Regions from separate parts of the Mus musculus genome. Here region 2 is linked to region 1. Evidence: chromatin contacts called from public Hi-C data. All regions are on one chromosome and are shown on one strand. Each heading gives the region's core, a stretch centred on a gene start, on an enhancer-like site or on the middle of the called end of the contact. The rest is flanking DNA. Distances are from core to core; before and after follow the strand shown.

Region 1 (2,637 bases), core at 82-2,581:
TCTCACCTGTGCAGAATACACTCGGCGGGGTCCTGGAACCAAGATGTCTGCTGCTGATGCTCAGGCAAAGCGCTCCTGGGCTGGGTGGACCCCTTTCCTCTGGCAGGGAAAGTGGCCAGATGTCTGGAGCCTGTGCAGAATCGAAGTTAATATTGTTAGCCACTCAATTTATGTTTGCAAGTCAGAGAGACACAGAGACAGAGACAGAGACAGAGAGACAGAGAGAGCAATGCCACTCACTTATTAGTAATAGAGACATTTCAAAGATCTAGTAAAATAAATTTGAGCAGAGAAATTGTGTCATTTCTAACCTAGTGACTCTAAGCAAATTACTTCAAGTTTAATACAAAGGTTTCTTCCAAAAATATTATAGGTATAATCAACAGAACAACAAGTGAAGCAGTGCTGTTTAGCATGTGCTGGTTTTTGCAGTAGTACCTTCCTTGCTATAGTTTAATTAAAGGTCAACAATTTGTTGATCTTCGAAATGTACCAGTAGCAAGTGATAAACAGTGACAAATTAACCTACAGAAAACTAGCATGTAACTTTTTTCATGTTATATTGATCGCCATTGGAGAGACCTGTTTATAGTCTCAAAGCATTAAAGAATCTACCACACACCTATATACTAACATTGCCAAGTAATGAGTATACAAATGCCACATTTTAAAAATCAGTTAGCATTCAAACTCAATAACAGTGACCTTTGATATGTGGCTTTGACCTCAGTGATCTTCTCTCAAAGATGACAGTATCAAGGATGCTTGGGGACACTGATATTGTTCCCATGTTTATCCTTACTGAAAGCCATAAGTGGCCCTGAACATCCTTAACTTGGACAAGCACTTTTCCCCTTGCGTATGTACATACATGGGAAAGTTAGCTTCCCTTGCTCCTCTTTTGAGAGTTCTTCTCCCTGTCTTTTGATGTCTGTGCACACATTGCTTACAATTGACTAGGATTTTCCCCAGGAGAGTAATCAGGGAGGGTCACCACCTAGCTCCTCCAGAGCAAGAGACTTCTCACTGTCACCCCACATGAGGCACAGCTGCCCTCTCCAGTATCAGGTTTAAAGGTATCGTCATTAGAATTTCCATTTCTGTGAAGACACAATGACCAAGGCTACTCTTAAATAGGCAAACATTGAATTGGGGATAGCTTACAGTTTCAGAAGTCTAGTCCATTATCAGGCAGGAAGCAAGGCAGCAGGAAGGTAAATATGGTGCTAGAGGAGTGGAGGAGAATTCTGCATCTTGATCTGAAGACACTCTGGAGGAGAATGTCTTCCACAGGCAGCCAGGAGGAGGCTCTCTTCTGCACTGGGTGGAACTAGAGCATAGGAAACCTCAAAGCCAACACCCATAGAGATGTACTTCCTCCAACAAGGCCACACTTACTCCAGCTATGCCACACTTCCTAATAGTGTCACTCCCTGTGAGCCAGGCATTCAAAACATGAACCTATGGGGACCAAACCTACTCAAACCACCACAAGGAGTGGTGATCCCTCAACACAAGGTACTGAGTGTACCTTCTTGCAGAGTCCAGAAAAGGCAAGAAATGATCCACTGAATGTTTGAATGGCTATATCCAGACCACAACAACATAGGTGGTATTGGTGGTGGTAGCAGCATAAGCAGTCTGAGAGATATTTTTTTACCTTTGTGTCATGTGACTCATCACCTCTTAGACCTCTCTAGGGTGTGGTAGTCTCAGAAATGGCTGTTGAGAGTACAGTGATAATTCTTCTGTTAAATTTCTCCCCCTCATCTCCTCGAATTCCTACAGGTCATGTTTCAGTAGCTGAACTTTCTCAAGGCCCCACACCCTCTTTGACAGTATCCCAGGAGCAATAGTTGCAATCAGTTCCCATCAGTCCTACTGATAGTTAGCCTTGTCCTCAGTTCAGACACTGGATAACATGAGCTTATCTTCTCTACACAGATAGGTGTGGGACATGGTGGAGTGGAGTAAATATTAATTTCCTAGGAAAATAAAGGAAATATAAAGGTGGTGGTACTTTCTATTATGAGCACTGTTTAGTCTCTTATAACAGTGCAATCAAATCCAGAATGTCCTTTATATATACATCCTAAGAAGGATGTATATTTCTCATTACCTTAATATTGGCTATTTCATGTAAACAAATACATTGAACTTATTTTTAAGTCTATTCAGCTTGAAACCCTTAATTCCTTACAAATGTGTCTCTCGTTAACTTGCCAATGAAAGTCATTATCAGATAAATTATTTCGCAATAATCTCTCTAGTTAAATATTATTTTGCTTCCTAACTGGAGGGCGGGGTGATTAATTCATTTGATGTAGAAGGAGGCACAGAAATAAATCAACATGAAATTGGGGCCACAATCTCATTTAAGAGCTAGAAGAAATAATTTTGATTGGAATATTATTTTCAGAATAAAACCAAGATTATAAAGATACAATAAAATATAATCTAATAGTTAACCCAACTTAGTTTATAATTGCAAATGTGATTAAATTCATAGCAAAGAGAGTAATTTTGTATAAATCACTGGGAAATTTATATTATTGTATAAATGTTACATTGTATTCTGTTAAAGAAAATATAAGGCTTAAAATAAATGCTGCGGTGAAAATAGTAGGATTGGTAACA
Region 2 (2,637 bases), core at 60-2,559, 150 kb after region 1:
TGCATATCCAATTGATCACACAACTTACATCATGGGTAGCAAAACAATGGAGAGAATTTGAGTGGACTTTTTGTCTTTATGTTATATTACAATCCTTAAGAACGTACCTTTTGTTTTGTAACCTTCCAATAATATTTTTAGGTGAATATTTAAGGCCCCCCTTACAGATGAGGAAATGTCACAGAAATAATGGTTGCCTTGCTTAATGAATAATAGAAGCAGATCTTTGATTTTATTTTCTTCCACATTACATGGAAACACCTAGGACTTTGTAACATCAAAACTTCTCCAGGAAAACATGCATTCTGAAGGGAAAGATTAAGAATTGGTTACTATTTGCTAATGGAAACTTCAAGTAGAAACATGTTGAAAATACAGTGTGATGAGACAATTTATCAGACTAAATTATGAGAAAAAGCAGTATCTAACATTTACACAGCTAGAAGCTCCTATGAGAAAATCAGAGAAGGCGAGGAGGAAGCCCAGAATGGAAACTCAACTTCCAGGGAGAGGAAGTGGTCAGTAGAGGGCATGTGCTGAAAAGTGATGGCAAGAGAAGCCTTTAATGTGTTTGCAGTTTGGTGACAGAGCTCATTTCCTGACTAACAAGGAGACTTGGTGAATAAGAGGAAGCAAGAATACAAATGCAGAAGGACAGTGTGACACGAATAAACTTAATAGTGTTCCACTTCCTCCCAACATTAACCGTGGCAATAGAGGATGTATCATCAAAACTTCTCCAGGAAAACATGCATTCTGAAGGGAAAGATTAAGAATTGGTTACTATTTGCTAATGGAAACTTCAAGTAGAAACATGTTGAAAATACAGTGTGATGAGACAATTTATCAGACTAAATTATGAGAAAAAGCAGTATCTAACATTTACACAGCTAGAAGCTCCTATGAGAAAATCAGAGAAGGCGAGGAGGAAGCCCAGAATGGAAACTCAACTTCCAGGGAGAGGAAGTGGTCAGTAGAGGGCATGTGCTGAAAAGTGATGGCAAGAGAAGCCTTTAATGTGTTTGCAGTTTGGTGACAGAGCTCATTTCCTGACTAACAAGGAGACTTGGTGAATAAGAGGAAGCAAGAATACAAATGCAGAAGGACAGTGTGACACGAATAAACTTAATAGTGTTCCACTTCCTCCCAACATTAACCGTGGCAATAGAGGATGTATCATTTTGTGTGTGTGTGTGTGTGTGTGTGTGTGTGTGTGTGTGTGTGTGTGTATCAAAAAGAACTGGAAGCAGAGGCTCAACCAGATACTTGCACAACAATGTGTAGGTCAGCACCCTCCATAACCCCCCAAGGGAAGAAACAACCCACTGTCCCCTGACAGATGAACAAAATGTGGCATATTCACACAGCAGAACTCTGGCCAAACTTGAGAAAAGAAGGTAACTTGGACAGAGGCTAGACACTTATGAACCTAAATGAAATAAACCAGACACAGGAGAGCAAAGACCATGTGAGTCCATTTATGTATAGTACCTAGAATAGTCAAGTCCTGGAAATAGAATAGTGGTTGCTAGGGAGCACAGGGAGGGCAGGTTGTTGTTCAGTGTTCATAGATGAGAAAGTCCTGAAGGCTAAGAGCTAAAGGTTCCAAAAATGTGGATGCACTTGATGGCTTCAGAAGGTACAGATAACATGCTAAAATGGTGAAATCTATGTTACATTTGATACAAACATAGAAGAAAGACACGAGGAAACAGTGTTGGTAATTACCTCAAAAAATTCAGATGAAGAAAAAGAGAGCAGTAGGCTGGATTAGTTAGCCAGAGCAAAAGTTGGGAAGCTGGCAAAACCTCAAGCATAGTCACCAAAATAAATGCACAGAAGCATAAATGCTCATCTTCTAGACAGAAGAGACAGAGTACTGATGTCAGGAAAGAGACGTAACTTCTGTGGTCCACCCATTATCTAAAATGGTAATATTTCAAGATTTTCTCACAGTAGAAGCATGAGAACAATTGGCACCAAACCCTACTTATGCCAGTGAGTGTTTTCTGTGTCCTTACCATGAACATTAATTACATCACCATGAGATCTATTTTCTTCTTGAATTGCCAAGAGTGTTCGCCTTTTCCTTTTGAGGGAGTCCTTCATGGCTTCTCTTGGTACATTAAAGTGGGTAGAGCATCACTATTCTAGAATGTTGGGGTCGTTATCAAGTAAAACAGGGTTACTTGAGTACAGGTCCTAAGACAGTGTGGCAGGGCTACTAAGAACCAAAGTAGATAATAATTGACTGTGGGTAGGTAGTGCGCACAATGTGGGTCCACTAGGCACATAGAGGGAGTCTGGCATGGGATTTCATCATGCACAGAATTCTGGCAACTTAAAATTATATATCTGTTTTAGTTAGGGTTTTATGCTGTAAAGAGACACCATGACCATGGCAACTCTTGTAAAGGAAAACATTTGGTTGGGACTGGCTTATAGTTCAGAGGTTTACAGTCCATTATTTTCATGGTGGGAAGCATCGCAGCATGCAAGCAGACAGACATGATGCTAGAGAAGAAGCTGAGAGTTCTACATCTTGATCCACAGGCAACAGGAGACTGTGTGCCACACTAAGTATAGCTTGAGCATAGGAGATATCAAAGCCCACCCCCACAGTGACACACTTCCTCT

The links. Hi-C and Micro-C count contacts between places; a contact is called where the count stands out from the background.
Region 2: a Hi-C map of bone marrow-derived macrophages shows a contact between it and region 1, with 4 times the contacts expected there. The contact joins two enhancer-like sites. A contact is called at or near these places in 9 of 39 promoter capture datasets (the C10 cell line, the HPC-7 cell line, HPC-7-derived erythroid cells and 5 more), 1 of 15 datasets of contacts at CTCF or cohesin (pro-B cells), 22 of 484 Hi-C or Micro-C datasets (B cells, CD8 T cells, the G1E-ER4 cell line and 15 more), 14 of 115 datasets of contacts at active chromatin or transcription factors (the 230-238 cell line, CD8 T cells, DN3 thymocytes and 8 more) and 3 of 9 other capture datasets (adipose tissue, liver and macrophages).

Annotation. Positions count from the first base shown.
Region 1 is chr3:60,319,055-60,321,691 of GRCm38.p6, forward strand. No RefSeq gene overlaps it. Among named protein-coding and RNA genes, the nearest start is that of Gm33650, 11 kb to the left of the region's middle. Within about 2 kb of position 1,332, at least 33 of the 459 cell types and tissues checked have an H3K27ac peak or open chromatin away from gene starts, as enhancers often do. A contact at or near this core is called in the G1E-ER4 cell line, acute myeloid leukemia, adipose tissue and 4 more, where this site is marked.
Region 2 is chr3:60,468,287-60,470,923 of GRCm38.p6, forward strand. No RefSeq gene overlaps it. Among named protein-coding and RNA genes, the nearest start is that of Mbnl1, 32 kb to the right of the region's middle. Within about 2 kb of position 1,310, at least 51 of the 459 cell types and tissues checked have an H3K27ac peak or open chromatin away from gene starts, as enhancers often do. A contact at or near this core is called in the G1E-ER4 cell line, acute myeloid leukemia, adipose tissue and 4 more, where this site is marked.